Linked DNA regions of Oryctolagus cuniculus: region 2 is linked to region 1. A link is a contact called in public Hi-C data. All regions are on one chromosome and are shown on one strand. Each heading gives the region's core, a stretch centred on a gene start, on an enhancer-like site or on the middle of the called end of the contact. The rest is flanking DNA. Distances are from core to core; before and after follow the strand shown. Region 1 holds the start of SAMD10 (sterile alpha motif domain containing 10). Region 2 holds the start of EEF1A2 (eukaryotic translation elongation factor 1 alpha 2).

Region 1 (4,319 bases), core at 702-3,201:
CACAGGACCTGCATATGCACACACGGGACCTGGGCATACACACACAGGATTAGTGCACACACACACGAGACCCGTGTACACACACACATAGTACCTGTGCACACATACACATGGGACCAGAGCACACACACGGGACCTGGACACACACATACACACAGGATCAGTGTGCACACACACAAGACTTGCATGTACACACACGAGACCTGCACATACACACATGGCACCAGGGCACATAAACAGAACCTGTGCACACACACACAGGATCTTCATTCACATACATGGGATCTGGGCACACACACAAGGACCTGTGCACACACACTGGACCTACAGGCACTCACATGGGACCTGGGCACACACACAGGACCTGCAAACACACATATGGGACCCATGCACACACACACTGGACCTACAGGCACTCACATGGGACCTGTGTGCGTGTGTGCATACGTATGGGACCTGTGCACACACACATGGGACCTGCAGGCACACACACAGGACCTGTGCACACACACTGGACCTACAGGCACTCACATGGGACCTGTGCACACATACATGGGACCTGCAGGCACACACACAGGACCTGTGCACACACATGAGACCTATAGGCACGCATATGGGACCTGTGCACACACATAGGACCTGCAAACACACACACTGGATCTACATGCACACACACACAGGACCTGTGCACACACACACAGGACCTGTGTGCACACACACGGGACCTGCAGGCACACACATGGGACCCACATGCACACACACAGGACTTGCAGACACACATATGGGACCTGTGCATACACAGGACGCACACACACACAGGACCTGCAGACACACATATGGGATCTGTGCACACACATGGGACCTGTGCACACACATGGGACCTGGGCACACACAAGGGACCCACACACACACACACACACACAGGACCTGCCTTTGCAGAGGGCAGGCCCTGCCTGCTGGGCAGCCTTTGCAGGGAGACGGTCCCACTGAAGTCGCCCTGGCCCGAAACACTGTGTCCACAGCCCTGCCCCATGTCCCTCCTGACGGCCTGCCCTGGCAAATCCTCCCGCACCACAAGCTGGGCCCAGGACAGCACCTGGTGCTTAGCACAGGGGTGCAGCCATTGCCCAGAGACCCCAGTGACGCCCCTTCCTCCCTGCTCCTTCAGCCTGTTTCCCGGTGCTGGTACCCCCGGGGCAGGCAGCGGCTCCGCGGACCCTCTCCCATCCCGGTGGGATCCCGGCTGCTGTCAGGTCGCGGTGCACAGGCGGCGCCCCGGGCCCCGCCCCCGACACAGCCGGCGGGTCCTGCGGCGGCCGGGCTGGCCCTGGTCTCGCGCTGAGCAATGGGGGAACCCTCGGTCTTGCACCCCGTAAGGCTCCGGCGACCCTGGGAACCTCAGAGGCCCAGACTTAAGGGTGTGGCCACTGCGGCCACCGAGGGAGCCCGGTGCGGCGGGGACCGGTTCCCAGGATCTCCGGGCGCTCGGCGCCGCGCCCCGGGAACCGCATCTGCCCGGAGCCGGCGGGGCCCGCCCATTTCCTGCCGGCACCCGGCGCGGGTTGATCCCTCCCCGCCTCAACGTCCCGTTCCAGGAGGGAGGGGCAGGGGAGCGGGGCTGCAGCCTGGGTACCTCCCGAAAGGTGACCCCGGTGCGGGACAGGCGCGGCCGGGCTCAGCCCACCCCACGCCGCGGAGGCCGGCCGCCCCCAGCGCAGCACAGAGGCCGTGGGGACACGCTCAGGCCAGGGGGCCCCCGCCCGCGCCCGCGTCCCGCTCACCGTCCACATCCCGGCGCTCCCCGAAGCCCGCGCGCACAGCCGCGGCGCGGCCTCGCGGGGGGCTTCGGTTGGCCCTCAGCTCGGCGAACATGGGGCCCGCGGCGCCGCCCGCGCACGCCCCTGGCCGCGCAGGCGGCCGGTGTGGCCGGCGGGGAGCGCGCGCCGCCCCGCCCCGCCCCGCCCGGCCGCCCCGCCGAGCCGGTTCGGCCCGCGAGTCTGCGCGGCGAGGCACCTGCCGCCGGCCCGAGCGCAGCGCGCTCCAGGCGCTCCGAGGTGGGGCGGCGCGCGCGGGGCCGCGTGTGCCTGGCGTGTGTGTTCTCGGGGCGCGAGTCGCCGCGCACCTGCCGGGGTCGCCCTCTCCGGGGGCTTTGACCGACCGGGGCCAGGCAGGGGGCCCCGGCCCCCTCGTCCCCGCTGATATAATCGGGTTTCTTAGGCCTCTCCCTCAGATGGGCACCTGCTTCCCAGAGAAGCCCGCGCGACCCTCCCCTGCCATCCCCCACTCCTGCTGGCCTGGAGGCAGCTCCCCTCGCCCTGCAGTCCCAGCGCGAGCCGTGGGGGAGCTGCGCTGGCAGGTGCAGGCTCGAGAACGCACAAGGGGCGAGAGAGGCTCGAGGAGGCCGAGGCCGTGGGGCAGCGGGGGCGCCTGCTCCAGGGTCCTGGCTGGAGGTGCTGGGGACCGGCACAGGGGTCTTTGGCCTGAGCTGTGAGGAAAACGAGGCTTGCGAGTGGCTGAGCTTTCTGCCTTGCCTGGGCCCTGTGGGGGCTGCAGAATCGCAGGTGCAGCACCCGGTCCTCCACCGGCCTGCGTGTCCTGGGAGGCAGTGGGGACCTCGAGTCACGGGGTCCCTGCCCCCGGGAGTGAGGCCTGCGTGGAGCTCCGGGCTGGCCCAGTGGGCAGGGGCGGCCTGATTCCAGCCCTGGCTACTCCCGCTTCCGATCCAGCTCCCTGCCAGTGCACTTGGGAGGCCGCAGAGGATGGCGCAAGTGCGGGGCCTCTGGCATCCACAAGGGAGACCCGGTGGAGCTCCCAGCTCCCGGCTTCAGCCCAGCGCAGCCCTGGTCCTCGTGGCCATTTGGGGCGCGCCTGGCAGCTCTGTCACTCCGCCTTTCAGAAAAACAAAGGAGTGCGTGCCCAGTGACAGGCCCCCCGCACGGCACCCGCGTCCGCCGCGCTCATTTCTGTCCTGAGATGATTGACGGAGGGCACAGGGCGAGAGATCTCCCACCCACCGATTCGCCCCCCAAACCGCTACCAGGGCTAGGTCCAGGCGAGGGCCAGCTCAGGCATCGTCGCCCGCCTTCCCCGGAGCCGTGGCAGGCAGCCGGGAGAGCAGTAGAGCCCCTGGGCCCGCAAGCGGCGCCCTGCGTGGGACCTGGGCGGCGGGACCAGTCAGCCCCCCGCGACACAACGCGGGACCCATCGGTCTTCGGCCACTGGCTCTCAGGAGCTGCGGACGCGGCGGCTCCAGCCCTCCCAGGAACGGCCAGGGTGCCGCCGGGGCGTGCGGGGTTGCAGTCCGCCGGCGCCCAGGTCCACACGCGCGCGGCTCGGCCCGCACGGGGAGGTTCCGGGAGCGCCACCGAGCGCGCGGGAGGGCGCGGCCCCGCCGCTCCACCAGGGGGCGCTCCGGCTCCCTTGCCCGGCGGGCCGGAAGTGGGCGGTACCCGCTCCGCAGCTTCCGCCCGGGAGCCCGGGGTGGGCGGAGCCTCGGGCGGACTGCGCGCTCTGCTTCCGGGGCGCGGGTGACGCGACGCCTGCGACCCTTCGCGACGACAGCGCTGTGGCGGGCTCGTCTCGGAGGCTCAGGCTGCGGCTTCGCGTCTTCTCCTCACCGCCATGAACAAGAAGAAGAAGCCGTTCCTGGGCATGCCCGCCCCGCTCGGCTACGTGCCGGGGCTGGGCCGGGGGTGAGGCCTGCGGCCGGGCCGGGGGCGGAGAGGCCGGGGCTGGACTGGGACTGGGCGAGAGGAGGGCTTCGGCCGGCGGGGACGAACGGGGAGCGGGTCCCCGTGGGGCTGGTGCCTGCGCCTGAAGGGAGGTGACCGCCGTGAACGGCCGCCCACTCCTGTGTTGTTGGTGCTTGGGGAGGGCGTGGGGACGTGCGGGGTGGGAGGAGCAGGGCGGAGCCGCGGGACCCCCGGGACCCTGGGACGCTCCGGGGGCCGGGGAGATGCGGCAGGGCAGGGGGCGGGCTGGGGCGTGCGGGCGGTGCCGCAGGGGGGACGCGGGAGCCTCGCGTGCCAGGGCTGGGGAGCTGGGGACACTGGAGCGTGCGCTGGGCGCGGGCCGGCCTCAGGAGACGGCTTGGGGTCGGCCTGGGAAAGGCAGTGGAAGAAGTGTGTGGGCCCCCGCCAGCCGGGTGGGAGACCCGGAGGAGGCCCCCGGCCGCTGCAGCCGTCTGGGGAGTGAGCCAGCGGATGGAAGCTGTCTCCGTCTTCCTCGCTCTCTGTAACTCTGCCTTTCAAGTAAATAAATAAAAGAAGGGCTGCCCTGCTCAGAGCCGCGTCGGCAGGAGTTGCAGGCGGTTACCGGCG
Region 2 (4,292 bases), core at 673-3,172, 240 kb before region 1:
CACCCTCAGACTCTGGGTCACCCAGAGGCACCGCACTGGGTGTCGGCTGCCAAATCAATAGCCCCTCTGTTATTTATAAACAGAAAAAAATCTTGGGAAATTTCCAGCTCTTTCCACTGCCTGTGAGGCTCCGCCTCCTCTTCTCGCCTCCCCGGGGAGCTGGGCCGGGCGCAGCTGGCAAGCACCTGGGAGACCCCCACAGCCTAGGCCAGGGCTGCAGCTTGAGGTGCAGGTGCTGTCCAGCCGGGCCGGGCTCGGGCAGGAGGGCTGCCCACCCAGGGCTGAGCCGGCACCGGCTGCGGCTCAGAGCACCCCTTCCCCCCCTCCCAGGGGCCCAGCCCAGGCTCTGCCGCACGCACACAGTGTCTCCCAGAGCTGGGGGTGGGGGCCGGGGCCACGGCCCACCCACGGGTCTCAGCCAGGAAAGAGGCAAGGTCAGCTGAGGGCCGTCCTCCTGGACACGCGGCCCTAGCAGGTCAGTAGGAGAGAGCGGCGCTGGGCCGCCTGCCCGTCGTCCCGCTATTAATAGCAGCTGCGCCTGGCCAGGCCCCGGGACAAGTGAGGGCAGTGCCACCTCCAGCCCCAGCCTCTGCCCTGGGGGCAAGGAGAGGGCTCTGGAACCCTCTGTGGACCCCTGCAGGGCAGGCCCGCCCCTCCCCAACAGGGACCTGGCAGCTGAGGCCGCCCTGCCCCCTCCCTGGGTCCTCAGGGGGCGCTGCCTCAGCCCCACGCGGGGGCGGGCCTCTGGGGGGCAGCTGGGGCCCAGGCTCACCTCGGCCGCCTCCTTTTCAAACTTCTCGATGGTCCTCTTGTCGATGCCCCCGCACTTGTAGATGAGGTGGCCGGTGGTGGTGGACTTGCCCGAGTCCACATGGCCGATGACCACGATGTTGATGTGCGTCTTCTCCTTGCCCATTCTGCCGGGGGCTCTGCTGGGGAGGGGGTGGCTCAGGGAGGAGCCCCCAGCCCCCACCTGGGCCTGCCCCAGCTGAGCCCCCGCCCCCGCCCCTGCCTCCGTCTGCTGCAGCCCCCGCCCCTGCTCCTTGCAAAGCCCCCACCTGGAAGACAAGGGGCACCGTGCCGGGGAGCCCAGGACCAGTGCAGCCGGGTGATGAGTCACCCTGCCGGCCCCCCAGCCGCCGCAGGGCCAGGGACAAGCGCCCCGCCCCCACCTGCTGGAGAGGCGGTCAGTGCGCCATCTTCCGCTGTCCCTGCCCGCGGGCTGGCAGGGGGGACGCAGGCCCCATGTGGTGCCTGGCTAGGGACTCCCCCAGACATCAGACAGCCCCCAGGGGACAGACAGCAGGGCCGGAGGGGGTCCCTGCTCCAGCTGGGGGGGAGGCTCCCGCCAGCCAGCTCAGCGGCCGGGCACCCTGTGCTCCCCTCTTCCCTCTGGTCCAGAATCTGGGGTTCAGCGCCTGCCCATCCTGGAGGTCAAGGAGAATCCCTCCACACCACTGCTGACCCCAGAGGCCAGGAGACTGGGGGAGGGGAAGACAGAGGCTGCGGCACCCTGGGGGTGGGAACACCGGCCAGGGACCTGGAAAAGCTCCCTTCTTGTCCTCCCCAGACTGCCCCGCACCGGCACAGGCCAGACCGCCCCCACCCCCGACAGCTCGCTGCAACCCTCCCCAAACCCGCAGGGCCCGGGCGGCCCAAGGTCACGGCGGCTGGGCGGCGTAGCCCCCCGGAGCCGCCGCCTTGCACACCAGAGCGCCTCGGTCCCCTCCCCACCCGCCTGCCCGCAGGGACCGACCCCGGCACGGGGGTCGGCCACAGCCCCGGCCGAGCGGCGGGGCGTCGCCAGGCGCACAGAGCGGCTCCGCTCTGCGCCCCGGGCCGGTCTCCGGGGAGAGGTCCCTCGGCGAAAAGCCGGGCCTGGGGCGGGCCCCGGAAGCCGAACGTCCTTACCCGGAGCCGAGGTCTCAGCCAGAGGGACTGGCGGCGCCGGCGCCGGCGGTTTTATGTCTCCGGGAGGGGTCCACCTATTGACGGTGCGGGCGCAATGCACCGCGCCCTGCAGTACGGCAATGCGGCGCGCGCGGGCGGGCGCAGCCGGGGCGAGCCCAGGGGCGCGCGGGAGCGGGCGCGCGGGAGGCGGGGGGAGGGAGCGAGCACCAGCGATGGAGGGAGAGCGCGGGATGCGGCGAGGCGGCGGGGGATGGGTACCGGGACATAGACAGAGACCCTGGCTGACACCGCGGCGGGGCGGGGGAGGGGGGGTCGCGGCCTCTGGGCAGATGGAGGCCCGGATGAGCGGGCACAGCAGGGCAGGAGTCTGCAGGTGAGGAGGGACGGGCAGGCGAGCAGGCCTGAAGCAAGCCCAAGTCCTGGTCTGTGTCCCAGTGGGGCGGGGGGGGGGGGCGCTCCAGGTCTGGCCTCATGAGCCTGTGCAGCCCCTCTGGGTGGGACCCTGCCCACAGCAGGCCCGTGAGGCCCCGGGGGGAGCCTCTGTCCCCTGCTCCTGGCCGCTCCCAGCACCCACTCACATCGGTGACAGGTGTGGGGCAGAGTGGGCTTTGGGGAAACAGCCACAGCCCGGGGTCCTAAGGGAGCCAGCCCCCAGCCCACGGCCTCCCCTGGCTGAGCCAAGCCCTTGCTTGCTGATTTCAGAGGGCCTCCTGCTGGGAGGGAGAGTCCCTAAGGTTGGACAGCTCCCGAGGCTCCAGGCGGGGGGCAGGCAGCGTGGATGTGGTGCGAGTCACGGTGGGGGCCTCTCGCAGCCCCTGTCCTCATCACGTCCCCAGGCTTTGCTCCCCTGCTGTCCGCCCCCCCCCCCCCCGGCTCAGGCCTTGGTCTGCAGGGTCTGGGGGGAGGAGAGGTGGATGCCAACAGCCCTCTGCCTGTTCCCGTGGCCGGCGGGGTCCCCTGGGACTGGCCAGGGGCGGCACCAGGTGGGGGCCCCTGCACCTGCTACTGGGGTGATGCCCGTGGCTGGCCGCGGGGAGGACAGTCGGGTGGGGCCCCCGGACAGTGGCAGGCCCTCCTGGGGGCTGCCCCTGTGTTTGCAGACCGCAAGTCCAGGGACCCCTGACCCCATGGCCAGGGATGCAGAGGAGGAGAGGCAGGGAGGGCCTCGGGGATGACCCAGCACTTCCGGGCGCTGCTGATGCGGTCAAACAGGAGCCAGGACTTAAAAATAAAAGCCTGGCTAGAAAACACCAGCCCCTCCTCCCCAGCTGGTCTCTATATTTAATGCCTCCCCGCCTGTGTGGGGGCGGGGCCAGCATGCAGAGGCCAGCTTGCTGCGGGCGCTGCGATTGGCTAAGGCTGGGGGCTCAGATGTGAGGTCCCCGCCTCCCCTCAGGGGGCAGCCCACAGCCTGGAGCTTGAGCAAGCCGAGCTGCCGCCCTCCACGGTGTGTCTCCGCTCTGGGATTCACAGAGCATGGTCTGGGTCGGGTAATCACCCTGCACGATGACCCAGCAACAGTACCAGGTAGCTGCTGGTACTGGAAGTACTGAGCAGCCAGCACCACGGAGCGAGAGCAGGCAGCTGCCCACTGGCCAGCACTGAGCAACCACTCGGTGCTGACCTCAGTACTGACCCCTGGATACTGACCCCCATCAGCGTCCTCCGTGGAGAGTTGTGGCTGTGGCTGGAGAGTCCCCCAGACCTGTGGCGGGCGGGGGTGGAGCCAGCTGCTGTGAATAGGCCTGGGGAGGGGGCTCCCTCACTGCCCCTCTGCCTCCCCCAGGGGCTGCGCCGCCAGCACCCCTACCTTGAGCTCCCCGGCCCCGGATCTGAGACAAGGGCAGACTGAGACCAATACCGAGCAGGGCCTGGGGATCTGGGGCGCTCAGTGCCCTGAGAGCACATCACAGGCTCCCAGGAGCCCCAGCCACGCCAGTCACTGGCCCTGGTCGCCTGCCCTGGTCACTGATCTGGGTCACTGGCCCTGGTCACTGGCCTGGTCAGTCACTAGTCCTGGTCACTGGCCCTGGTCAGTCACTGGTCCCGGTCAGTGGTCCTGGCCAGGTAGCAGACACAGGGAGGGGGCGATGGGAGAAGAGGTGAGCTCAGCCCACCAGGGCTGCTCCTGGGAGCAGGACGGGAGGAAGAGGCACAGGCCCCGCCCACCTCAGCCCCCTCCCATCCCAGGCTCATTCACAAGCCCCTTGGGCGGGCCCCCTCTTTGGCTGGCTGGGGTTTCACAAGCCTGGGGCAGGAAGATCCGGCTAAAATTAACCATTATCAGGCCGTCAGCCCTGGAAATAAACCTGCCTCCCATTGGCTGCTGGTGATGTCACTGGTGGGTTAATAATAGCCTGTGAATTCATAACCACCTGTGC

Evidence for each region. Hi-C and Micro-C count contacts between places; a contact is called where the count stands out from the background.
Region 2: a Hi-C map of an unstated tissue shows a contact between it and region 1, with 4 times the contacts expected there. The contact joins the promoter of EEF1A2 here to the promoter of SAMD10 in region 1. A contact is called at or near these places in 2 of 6 Hi-C or Micro-C datasets (ear pinna and an unstated tissue).

The regions. Positions count from the first base shown.
Region 1 is chr11:202,047-206,365 of mOryCun1.1, reverse strand. It overlaps SAMD10 (sterile alpha motif domain containing 10), which reads right to left and starts at 1,951. Exons shown (of 7, transcript XR_011379803.1): 1 at 1,782-1,951; 2 at 1-29. The region is part of intron 1 of PRPF6 (pre-mRNA processing factor 6); the gene reads left to right.
Region 2 is chr11:446,688-450,979 of mOryCun1.1, reverse strand. EEF1A2 (eukaryotic translation elongation factor 1 alpha 2) reads right to left here and starts at 1,922. Exons shown (of 8, transcript NM_001082031.1): 1 at 1,912-1,922; 2 at 773-929. The coding sequence starts at 916.